Linked DNA regions of Mus musculus: region 1 is linked to region 2. A link is a contact called in public HiChIP or PLAC-seq data. All regions are on one chromosome and are shown on one strand. Each heading gives the region's core, a stretch centred on a gene start, on an enhancer-like site or on the middle of the called end of the contact. The rest is flanking DNA. Distances are from core to core; before and after follow the strand shown. Region 1 has its middle 19 kb from the start of Sfmbt1. Region 2 holds the start of Prkcd (protein kinase C, delta).

What was found. HiChIP or PLAC-seq counts read pairs in DNA pulled down with a chosen protein or histone mark.
Region 1: a contact with region 2 is called in an H3K27ac HiChIP or PLAC-seq map of microglia, with 3 times the contacts expected there. The contact joins the enhancer-like site here to the promoter of Prkcd in region 2. A contact is called at or near these places in 9 of 39 promoter capture datasets (cranial neural crest, embryonic stem cells, fetal liver and 2 more), 2 of 484 Hi-C or Micro-C datasets (the MC38 cell line and nephron progenitors), 7 of 115 datasets of contacts at active chromatin or transcription factors (the HPC-7 cell line, the SCID.adh cell line, bone marrow-derived dendritic cells and 3 more) and 3 of 9 other capture datasets (adipose tissue, macrophages and pancreatic islet).

The regions. Positions count from the first base shown.
Region 1 is chr14:30,693,743-30,699,815 of GRCm38.p6, reverse strand. No RefSeq gene overlaps it. Among named protein-coding and RNA genes, the nearest start is that of Sfmbt1, 19 kb to the left of the region's middle. Within about 2 kb of position 4,010, at least 94 of the 459 cell types and tissues checked have an H3K27ac peak or open chromatin away from gene starts, as enhancers often do. A contact at or near this core is called in the HPC-7 cell line, adipose tissue, bone marrow-derived macrophages and 3 more, where this site is marked.
Region 2 is chr14:30,621,465-30,627,463 of GRCm38.p6, reverse strand. Prkcd (protein kinase C, delta) reads left to right here and starts at 1,256. Exons shown (of 18, transcript NM_011103.3): 1 at 1,256-1,484.

The DNA.
Region 1 (6,073 bases), core at 2,761-5,260, 70 kb before region 2:
GGGAGACTGCCCTCGGGGTCCAGCAGAGGTTATAATGTTAGCCAGAAGTCCATGTGGACCCTGAGCCTCAAAAAAACAAGCAAACCAAAACAAAAACCTTCTCTGAGGCCACGGTGAGGTGGCGGGGGGTGGGGGGTGCGGTTAAGGTACAAGCCTGACAGGAAGGATACCCACGTAAGCTGGAGAACCCGACCTGGACTTGACACAAGCGTGCTTTGCCTATGGGCTCTCCATCTCGAAAGCAGAAACACAAGTGGGGATGGGAGGTGGGCTGGGGAGCACGGTGCAGGTCTCAGTTCTCTAGGAAGAGACCCTGGGCCTCTGAGACTTGGACCCCAGGAGCAAATGTGAACCAAGTAGAACAGTCAGGCTTTCCTTGCCTTTACCAAGCTGCTTGCTAGGCTGGGGTTGAGGGTCAGGAAAGCATCCAGGAAGCTCCCGGACCCTCTGTGCCTCTCTCAACCGTCCTGTCTCTCAGCTTCAGCCCCGGAGAACAGAGAAGAAGAGCCTCCGTTCTGGTCACGTGAAGAAGACTCCTTAGAAAGGCGAGTGTGGGCCTGGCCTGCCCTGGGGCCTCTGGGGTAGGCTGTAGATGTTCAGTGCAGCCTAGGTCCTCTAGACAGCAGAGGATTCACTGTCCCTGGCTCTGATGCACAGGAAGCCACGGGAGTCCCTGTACAACACTAACGGCCCCAAGGGGTCTCTGTCCCTGTAGGGAACGGCCTGTCCCAGGAAGCTTAATGTCTCCAAGCTCTGACAAGGCATCAGAGCTCCAGCTCTGTACCTGTCTCGTGTGTACACTTCCCTATTCCAATTAGCACTAATTGGACAAGCAGAAAAGACCACAGACCACGCAGCAAAAGCAACAGGGTCTGCTGGATCTCATGCAGCCAGTGTCGTTTATTTTAGGGGCCACATGAAATAGGCTTTGGGGGATGGGCCCTCAGGTGTCTGTGTCTCTGAAGGAGATGAAATAATGGGGTCACATCTGCCAAGGACCCCTGTGAGCCTCCTAGAAGATGGGAGTCATTGCAGGACAGTGGATGCAGATGAGGACCAAACAGCCCTTTTCTCAGCCTGACATTTACGGCTTTTTGAACTCAGCCTACCAGATTCCTCTCCCCAAATCTGGACAGTCTCATTTCTTTTGTTCCCACTCCTTACTACCCAAGTCAACCATTCATACCTCCATGTTTTAGGTGTCCTTGGGAGTCCCTTCTTGAGTACCCCCTAGGGACCACGGAGATGGACATGCCAGACTTGGCTGGCTGGGAGCCCTCAGAGGCTTGCTGAGTGGCTAGGCCCTTGTTCTAAGGGCCCAAGAGCACAGATTGGTCAGAAGAGAACAGAGATATAAGGAGTGAGGCTGGGGAACAGAGAAGGCTTAACTACTTCCCCACTTGAGCAGCCCTCTCCTCCTCTGCCTACTGCTATCTAGGCCAAGGCAATCAATCCCCAGCTGGCCCTTTCGTGCTTGGTGGAAAGGAAGGGGCCAGGTAATCAGGCTACGTGCTTGGAAATGGAGGCCTCAGCTGCTGGCACTCCAGGTGAGGCTGTAGGTTCTCTGATCCTTCAGACTAGGCTCGGGTGATGAGCCAAGTGGTGCCCATATACCAGGCAACAGGTGGAAGCTGAACACTAGAATCAAAAGGCTCCAAATGTGAGCTCTCTGGGGCGGGGCTAGCCCTCAGGAGAAGGGTACAGCCTGAGACATCTAGTCGTTAAGGATGGCAAGTATTCCCTGAATAAAGGGTTGCCTTTGGAACGCGGTATACCTGGGCAATCTGGGCCCTTCGTCTCAGAGCGAAGGGCAGAGGCAGCCTGGCTTATTTGTTCTACACCGACAGCTCAGACACCCTGAGCTGTGGTAGTGGGAAGAATGCTTTCTATTCTTCGCAACAATCTCTAACAAGGAGATAGAGGCTTGGCTCTGCACACCCCACCCCCCTTAGAGACCAACCTGGTCCTGGGCAATTTGGTGTTGCCATGACAACCACACACTTCTTAGCCTTACTTAGCCGACTGAATTCGAGTTACAGATTAAATCCTGGTGAGTTGTCTTCAGACACACGAAAAAAATCTGTGTGTCCCCCCATGTCATCCATGCCTCTGATACATGCCCCCTGTCTCTTGCTGTCTGAGGCAAGGAAGATGCATCTGTATACTCTCTCTCCCTATGCTCCTAGGGTAGACATAAACGCAAAGCTCACTTGCGATATGGCCGCGGAAACACGTGCTTGGCAGTACTGTACACGGTGGCTAAGCTAAGTAGGCCTTGTAACTGAATGATGGTCCTTAGATCTCTCTGTTTAGGATGTGCCCTTAAGGACTTGGTTCACCAAGTCTGGGACTTGCCTATGTGTGAACTAGCACTCTTGTATGACTGGGACCTTGGACCTAGGGCTTCTAGCCTGAACCTTTATATGTTCCCCCAAATTAACTTCAGCCTCCTTTGACTGGGTATAGAGAAGAATCGCCCACGTTGGCAATGGGCTTAGCCCTGCTGGATAGGTAACAAAGAGCAGCCCTGTCTGCAACAAGCGTGGTGCAGGTGACCCTAGAGAGATGCCTCAGCCTGGCAGTCAGGTAGGGATAGTTTATCCTGGCAGTCAGGTAGGGATAGTTTAGCATGTTAACATAAAGCAGCTAGGTGGTGGTTTTAGAAAAGCACAGATCTTCCTGTCAAGCCAAACTGAAGGTCTGGCTTGCTCTCAGTCTGAGATAGAAAATAGGTTTGGAGGGATTCACCACAACTAGTCCCTTAGGATGGACACGAAACCTGCCCCTGACCTCTACCGTGAAGGTCAGAAGCCCCTGCTCTGTGTTGTAGGGATTACATGTGAAACGTCCTATTCATGAGGCTACGGCATCCCTTGGTCAGAGGCAGCCCATGACCATAACTGTATCTCTTAGTTAGCTCTACACTTCTGCTCCATCTTTCTACTCTTCGGAGCCTTAGCTTCCCAGTAATCCCAGCATTCAGAAAACAAAGACAGGGGGTCCCCAGGGAAAACTGGCTGGCTAGAGTAACTGAACTGAGTCTGTGAGCTCCAGGCTCAGTGAGAGACCTCAGTAAAGAGGGCAATGGAGGGAAGATGCCTCAGCTCAACTGGCCTCTGCATATCCATATACACACACCTACACAAACACATCCATATACATGTGAACACACACATGGGCATGTATACATACCATAGGCACAGGTAATAACGCAATACACAATATCAAGAGATAACATCACTTATCATCAAAAAGCACAGCACGTAGACACATTCAGACTCCATGGTGAGCACTACACTGATCTAGCACTCCTACTTGAATGTGGCTGTGTCCAGGCTCTGGTCTTGAAGTACACAGGCCCACTAGCTCTCAACTCCCCATCCCACCACTGAGGGACTGCTCAACTCTGACTCCCCTGGGCTTCTATGATTTTTTTTTTTTGTTTTTGTTGTTGTTGTTCTGAGATAGTATCTCATTCCGTAGCCCAGGCTATAAACAAACTTCCTGTTCATCTTCCCAAGTGTTGGGATTAGAAGTGTGTGCTACGCTCTTGTCTTCTTGCTCCTGCTCTGTCTTTTTGTCCCTTATCCCCTCTCTCCCCAACTTCCTCCCCCACCTCTCCCTCCATATGCTCATGGCCAGCCTCCTCTCTCTCTCTTTCTCTCTCTCTCTCTTTCTCTGCCTCTACTACCCCTTTACCTCCCATCCTCATGCCCTGAATAAACTGTATTCTATTCTATACTATAAAAAAAAAGAAGTGTATGCTATCTATATACCTGGTTTCATAATGTGAAAAACACACACACACACACACACAGAGAGAGAGAGAGAGAGAGAGAGAGAGAGAGAGAGAGATCCCTGATGGGTGCTTGAAAATATAGACATGAACATAAGCTAATTTCCCACTGATGATGTAGAAGAAATAAGATAACAGGACACCCTCTGGTGGCCTTCCATCCAGTGCCAGGCCTTCCATTACTCGGTCTGTTGCAAGGATTGCCAAGAGGAAGCAGAGGCAAGAATAACCCGTGGACTTGGGCACTGTGCCCATGAGCCCTGCTGGCAGCCAGAACCACACGATTTCACTCAGTTACAAAAGAAACAAATGTACGCAGCTCTGTCCTTCAATTGCCCCCCATGGTCTGACATCTGCACACCTGCAGAACATGTTCTTGTCATTACAGACATGCCTCTTAGGGACATCAGAGGCCACATGGGGAAGAGAGTAATCTTCAGCTCTAATTTGAGAACATAAAGATGTACCATGCTAGTCTGTCTTTTTCTGAAATTATGTCAACACGCTAGGGAAACAAGAAAGACTATGTGAGGAACATCTCTATTCTGTCCAAGTATGTACAGAGGAAAACACTGCTGTTTGTCTTCTGGCGACAATGGCTTATTCTCTGGAGTCTTTGTGATTTCTCCCATGGAACCCAAGGCAGGCTCTGTCTGGAGGAGTGGGGCAGACAATGTTGTGGGGCTAGACCTTTACCCATGAAGTCTGAAGTTCCGGGATTGCCAGCTTCTCTTTGTGAGCTGATGCCTAACTCTCCCAAGAACTGAAAGCCCTTCTGAGAGGGGCCTCTGGCAACCTTGTTCACTCTATCACCATTCACGATACCCTTTTTCTCCTGAGGCAGGGTCTCTGTAGCCTAGGCTGGCCTCCTTCTGTCACGCTTCCTGAGTGCTGGGATTGGAGGCTCAGCTCATCACACCTACTATGTCATGATTTTCAAAGAAGGTTCCTAAGAGTGAGGAGTGTGTGAGACAGGGTGAAGTCTGGTCTCCCCCAGACTTCCCTTTTTCTCACTCAGCAGGCCTGCAGGAAGCCACACTAGATCCACACACTGGAAAGAGTGCCAGGATCTCCCAGACAGGAACTAGAAACATGCCTTCATTTGTCGCCTCCCAATGTGAGTAAAGCAGTCATGTCTTAGTTAGTCAGTGTTCACTGATGGGCACTGATGGAGAACCCAACTTCATTCCACAGCCCAGGCCTTGTGACAGATGACAGAGGTGTGGATAAGATTCAGAGTAGGAGGCTGGTGGGAAGGAAGGCCTGGGGCTGTGACATTTTCACCTTCTGTCCCCAGTGACCCAGGGAAGACAGGTGACTTCTACCTAAGGCATTTGCCAAGCCAGAGAGACATTATTGTAAGCCATTCCAATCATGATGGCTACTCTTACGGCCCAGACTACTCTTACGGCCATTTCCATCAAGATGCAGGCAGCAAGCTCCACCCTACAGGCTGTCTATGATTAGGCCACCAATCTCTGAGCTTGCCCCAAGATCAGGTCACAAAATCTTACCACCACTCCTAGGCCACCCTGGAAAGTCACTCGCCCTTAAGAAGCACCTATATAAAGCCTGCTCAGGCTTCTGCTTCGGGTCCAGCGACTTCTCAGCTGAGCAGAGGTGGCCACCCTCTTGTGATGTTCCCAATAAATCTCTTCTGTGAGGTCTGTTGTGCAGAGTGACTTTCCCTGCCTGCCAGGATACATTTCCCTTCAGAGCTGTAACACTTGCATTGGGGGAAACCTTTGACCTCAGAGCTGTTCCACAATTGTGACAGTAGCAACAACTCCTTAACTTAAGGGCACTTTTTACTGCAGAAAAGGACAGAATGTAACACATGATGATGGAAAAGATTCCTTCTGCAGGGAAGCTGTTCTATTACAGGACCCCACTGAGCGCCAGGAGCTGGAAGGCAACCCTAGATGAACCATGCTATTCTACAGAGCCTCTAACTAAAAACAGGTAGGCTAGGGCTCACCTGATGCCAGGGTGTCCCATCCTGACTCACTTGTGATGTATAACCTACAGCAGTTGCCTTACAAGGGGCCAGCTCCATTTCTCCTTCAGAGGTTCGTGCTTGACCGCACAGATGGAAGATGTGATGGCAGGCTGGAGGCAAAGTGTTGAAAGTGATGGTCTCAGCAATGGAGAAACATAGCCACTTCCTGGAAAGCAGTGCCTTGGCTCTGGGCCCTCCTCTTTCTTTCAGTTGCCTACCAGCCTGCTCCCTGCTGTCACTGTCTGGGCCCCAATAGAGATGAGAAGTGTCCCATTGTG
Region 2 (5,999 bases), core at 7-2,506:
TTTTTTATTTATTATATGTAAGTACACTGTAGCTGTCCTCAGACACTCCAGAAGAGGGAGTCAGATCTCGTTAAGGATGGTTGTGAGCCACCATGTGGTTGCTGGGATTTGAACTCCTGACCTTCGGAAGAGCAGTCGGGTGCTCTTACCCACTGAGCCATCTCACCAGCCCCTGCAGCAGCACTTCTCTTGATCTCAGTCGGCAAAGAGCTGTCTAGACTTCTATTCCTTCTAGGTAGTTTTCCAGAAGGAACTTAGGTATCTTGGGCTATTAGAACCCTCTTGTATCCTCCCAGGAAGAGTTCTCGTTTGTTTGGTTTTGTTGAGACAAGGTCTCTCATGAACAGGCTGGCGTCCACACTCTATTCTCCTGCTTTCTCCCCCTGAGCACTGGAGTATTATTCTGAGCCTCCATCTGTGGTTTACTCTGTGGTGGGGGTCAAACACAGCGCTCTCTGCGTGCTAGAAAAAACGATCATCTGCCCAGCCCAGGAAGTCATTTCTTTGGGTAAGTATAATGTAACAGCTTAGTGTTCTGGGCTTTGGGGACAGAAAAATGGAGTCCCTGGCTCCCATTTGGTGCTCAGACTTTGGGCCCAGGGGACCCTTAATGAGTGAATGAGTTACAGCTGACAATCAAATCCCTCTTATGAGCTTGACTGAGCAAGGGGAGCTCTGAACCGTGGGCTCAGGAAAGACAGTGAGATGGGGGCAGAGGCAATTCCCACAATTGTCTGAGGAGCAGTGCTGAGACAAACTGGCTAGAACCTCTCGCCCTGGAGACCTCCCAGCTCCTTCTCTCGGGCAGGACTGGAACCGGCAGGCCTGGCGGCGTGGCTCTGCTCAAGCCAGCAGGAAGAGGAATGAGGCCAGGCAAGGCGGGCCAGCTGGCCAGTGGGGAGTCCCGGGTGTGGGCGCAAGTAGTTGGGGAAGCCCCGTCGGTGCCTCCTGGGCTCCATTGTGTGTGCAGTGCTCAACCCCACCCCCCAACTTGGCCTCGGAGTCCTCCTCTATAAATTAGTCCCCTGAGATGGGATGGCCTGCGTGCCACTGGCAGGCGAGGCGCCACAAGAGCCAGAGACGGCTAACAGATCTGGGGACCCAAGGACTTGCAACTCAAAGAGGCTGAGACGCGCTGGACCCCCAGCTCACGTGGGCGGAGCTTCGAAGGGGCGGGCGCCCGTGGGGCGGGTCCTGAGTGGGGGCGGGACCGGGGCCGGCACCTGGGTGAGGTCGCGCAGCCCCTCCCCTTTGCACTTCCGTGTGCCGCGGCGCCAGAGCAGGAGGCGGCGGCCGCGGGGATCCCGCGAGCGGCCCGTGGACATCTACCCTTCGAGCCGGGACCCGGGAGGTCCCCACTGGCCTCCGGACCCGTCCGGATCAGACTTGTGCCTACCTCCCCGTCCACGCGCATCCGGGAGAGCCGCGCCACGAGACGGACCCCGGCTCGCCGGGACCCCTGGCGCCTGGCCCTGCGTCGGGAGGTGAGTGAGAGCTGGGCCCGGGCGCGGGGTCCGAGTTAACTCGAGGGCGCAGCGGCCTTTCTCCCCCTTTTCCTCGCCCGTAGTCTCCATTCCCCGCTTTCTTCTCTGGCTCCTGGTTCTGAAACTGAGAAACTGAGCCAGGAGCAGCCAAAGTCCCGCCGAGCACGGAGACCCGCCGGTGCCTCCATACCCTGGTCGGTCTGACCCTCTCTTCGACGGCTGGAGCCCAGGCCCGACTACTCCCAGCATCTTTAACCCCCTACTCCACCCCTGTGTGTCTTTATCCCCGCCGAGGGACCGTCCGATCTTCTCAAATCTCTCAGGGGACTCTGCACATTCGTCGGTCCCCACCCCCTCTTGCCTGGTCCTCTGCTCCCAGGCCAGGTCTGTTTGCCCCTCGCCGTCCGTGTACTCCGTCTCCCCACCCCCACCAGATCCGCCGTCCCCTCGACCCAGTCCTCCCAGAGCCGCACCCCCAGCCCACGCTCGCCTGCCCCTGCCAGTCCAGTCTCCGGTCCTTTTCACCACCGGGCGGAGGGCGGGCCGCCTGTCTCCCTAGCCTCCAGTGCTTGGGTCCCAGGCGGGCGGACTCTCACGGCGCCGCCTCCTTGCCCTATCTCTTCTTTCAGTCTCGGTGTCTTTCTTGGCTTTCCATCTGTCTCTGAGCTGGGCGTGGCTCCAGCCTCCACCATTCCCCTGTCCTCTCTGATCCCCCGTGTCCCTTCTCCGGGTGGTCTCTGCCTGGTGCTGTCAGTCTCTGTCCCACTGGAGAGACGCCACCCCCTCTGGGGGCCCAGTAAGGTGATGAGGACAGCAGTGACGGGAGTGCTCTGCCCTGCCGGCTGGCAGTGGAGAGGGAGCACCATCACAACTGCTCCCACTTCCCCAACTCTCTTATACAGGGGAGGGGAGAGAAGGGAGCCTCACTCAGCACCCCACTCAAACCTGGAGGACTTAGACTGAGTGGGGGAGATCCCTTTTTCCTTTGGCCGCTACCCTGGGCCCTCGGAGGAGTCTGGCTTCTGTTGCTGTAGTATCTGTGTCTGGACTTGTGAGTATAGTGTGTATCTTGTCTCTTTGTGTATTATTTGTCATAGTGGGACTTCCCCTGTGAATGTGTCCTTTTTCACGTGTGACTTGCATATACTTCATGGCTGTCTGTGTGTTCTGAGGCTTGGTGTGTGCCCCGTGCAACTTGGTAATCATGCCTTGTATGTAGAGGCTTCCCCTGTATATTTTGTGCCTTGGCTTGCTCATGTCTCTGTGTCCCTGTGTGTTCCAAAGGTCTGTGCATTATATCACAACAACCCTCTGGCCAGAGTACATTCATTCCTTTAATTGTGGGAGCCCACGCTATCGGTGTGCCGACCCCCTAGGCTTGTGTGTAAGCGTGCCTCTAATCATATTCGGTTCTTCTTCCTCTGCTACTGATCCTCTATGACCAAGCTGATCAGGGACAGAGGAGGGGACTGGGTTTCCTCGTTCCTGCTATGGATTAGATTGGGGTGTGGTGAACAGGCCAGCAGAGGGCGGCTGCTCTGTGTGTGTGTGTGTGTGTGTGTGTGTGTGTGTGTTTTGTTTCTCAGTGACAGTATCTTTGTACGATACTGTAAAGGCTCAGGTATATGACAGGACTGTGTGGAAGGTGACACTGCCATATGGAACTCCAGTAGCAAAGGGTGACTGGTAGGAGACTCACAGTCTGACTGTATGAAACTGCGGGTGTGTATTGAGGAGTGATGGGGCTTGTGGGTAACAGAGAGGTTGAGTGTGGGTAATAGCAACAGGAGGGGTGTGCTAGGAGGTGAGGGAAGGTGAGTGTCCGGCTGCCCATGAGTTTATGGGAGCAGGAAGCACTGTGTGTGTGCTTGGCGTGCACAAGCCCAGCCCTGGCTCCTGGAGAGATGAAGAGAGCTAGGGACAAGTCCTGGGGTTATAATGGTATGATTGAGACCTCAGGGTCTGGACCAAAAAGCAATGGAGTCAAATACTTACTATGCCCTTTAAGAGCAGGAGTCCCAAGCCCAGCCTCGCCACTATGTTGAGCTTCTTTTGTGGGATGGAGAAAGTGAGGGCTCAGAGGTCGATGGCTCTTCAGCAGTCTTGGCCACACTGCGAGTGGTGTGCAAGTGAAGGCTTACGTGGGGCTGTCCCTGGCTGTGTGTCCCCTTCTGGAATCTGGGATGAATGGGAACCCAGAGAGTTCCCAACCATATTTCCCACACGTGGCGTGTAGGTTGCCTCCTTTGTCTCCCTGACTAGGCTGCTTACGAGGAGGGCTTCTTCACAGTGTCAGGACCTGCCTCTGCTCAGCCCCACCCAAGCGGCCCCCAGTCTCTGTAGCTCCGATGGGGACTGTAAGGGTGACTCAGAACTGTGACTGCTGCTGGGCCCTCACACCGTTTATCTGGCAACAGCTAATTGGAGTTTACATTTAAACTAGAAATAATTTGAAGAACTGATGGAAAGATAAAGCTGGAGGGAGGCTGCTGCTTCCTTCAGAAAGTAGCGATGGAGTCTCTGGCTGGGAGAACTTGCAGAGGGAATGCCAGGAAACCTAGGCCAGCACACTATGCTTTTGCCATTCCTCCTGTTCAGGCTATCTCTGAACCTCAGTTTTCTCAGCTGTATAATGGTGCAATAGTAGTGTGAGAATCACCTGAGACTACAAAACAAGGACTAAGATGGGTCACTATCTGTTACTCTCTCATCTCTCTGGCTTTTTTGGTGGTACTGAAGATCAAACCCAAGGCCTTTCTTGGAAGTACTGCTAAACTACATCTTAAACTTTTTTTTTTTGAGACAAAGTCTCATTAAGTTGCCAAGGCTGTCCTCGAACTTTCCATGTAGCCCAGGCTAGCCTTGAACTTTTGTTTTTTATGCCTCAGGCTTCTGAGCAGCTAGGCTTACAGGTGTGTTCCACCATGCCTGGCCATCGCTTTCTTCATTGTGACTCTAGCACAGGAGCTGGCAGGACACGTCTTAAAACCTCAGAGCCGCCTTGGCAGTGGAGCGGTAACATTTTCCTCAACGTAAAAAAGAGGCTCGGAGCCGGGCTGAGTGGCACATGCCTTTAATCCCAGCGCCCAGGAGGCAGAGGAAGGGGATCTCACAGCCAAGGAGACACACAGAGACCCAGTCTCAAAAAAAGTCTTACCTGGTTTACATAGTGAATTTGAAGCCAGCTCAAAGGAATTCTCTGAGGGCCTCCTTGACAGAAGGGTCAGACCAAGTATTCTTCACACACACACACACACACACACACACACACACACACCGTGTTCCATGGTCTTCTTACCATGCTAGAAATGTTAGTCTAAGGGCAAGGACACGGTGTTCTAGACCCTAACATCGAAGGGACACATAGCTGGTTCCCAAGAGAATTTGGGCCGAATGGCCATTCTCAGAAGAGAAAGTCAAGTCCAGAGAACCTGACTACCTTTTCCCAGCAGAGCTGAGCTGACCTGTGCTGGCTGTGTGGAGGCCGGCTGGTGCTGGGGCCTGCTTGGCTGTGCTTCCCAGCTCAGCTGTTTTCTCCTGTTCCTACAGGTCTGTTGGGAATTAGCCCAGGCAAGGGCGTTGGGCCTACTTACTTCTGGTGGTTAGTGAGTAGCCGCAGCCCAGCAGGAGCCACGATGAGCAGGAGCTGGGAGCGCAGGTGAGATAGGTCATTTCAGGCAGGTGGGCAATGTGCCAGGGCGCCCTTCCTCTTCAAGGCTTGTCAGCTTCCAGTGGGACTGGCTGGATCCCGGTACATTCTGGCTGTGAAGCAGTGTCCAGGGGAGGTGCCCTTTGCTTTTTTGTGCTTAAAGGGCTTCCTGCCTAATACCTGGTTGTGGCTTTGGCCTTGGAACTCAGAGGACTGGAACCAGCCTGTCCACATGGGCGAAGGAGCAATGACACTGTTTTTGGTCAGTTGGAGGGAAAGTAGTAAACGAGAGGTTAGGGTGGCGGTGTCAGCTTTTCCATGGTTCCTCAAACTGTCCTCATGTCACAAGGGAACAGGCTCACCTATGCTCCATGTAGGTTGAATGCTGGCTTGGGAATAGAATGGAGTCTCCCAGAAGGACTGAGTGGTCTCCTGGTTCTCTCTCCATCTCCCCAGCTTCCTGATTCAGGGCTAGGCTCAGCTGGGCATTCATTGTCTTTGAGGAAAGCCAGGGGAGGCAAGGAGTCTCTAAAGTTAGCAGTGCCCCCTGTGGGGCCAGCCTTGCTTCTTTGAGACCTGTTGCAATAAAGTGTTGTAGCTCTGTGGTAGTGTGCTTAGTGTGCTTAGTGTGTGTGAAGCCCTGGTAGAAACCCCAGCACCCAAAACAAACAGAAAAAGAAAGATGGAAGAGACAGAAAGAAGGGAGGGAGGGAGGAAGTAGTTGTGTGTGCGACTAGAGGAGCCCTGGTGAGCAGAGGCACACACATATGCATGTATACGTGTATGGGGGGATGAGTGTGTGCACTGGAATCTGGGGAGTGTTGGAACAGGCTGGCAAGGATGAATCTCCCTTGATCAGCCCCCAT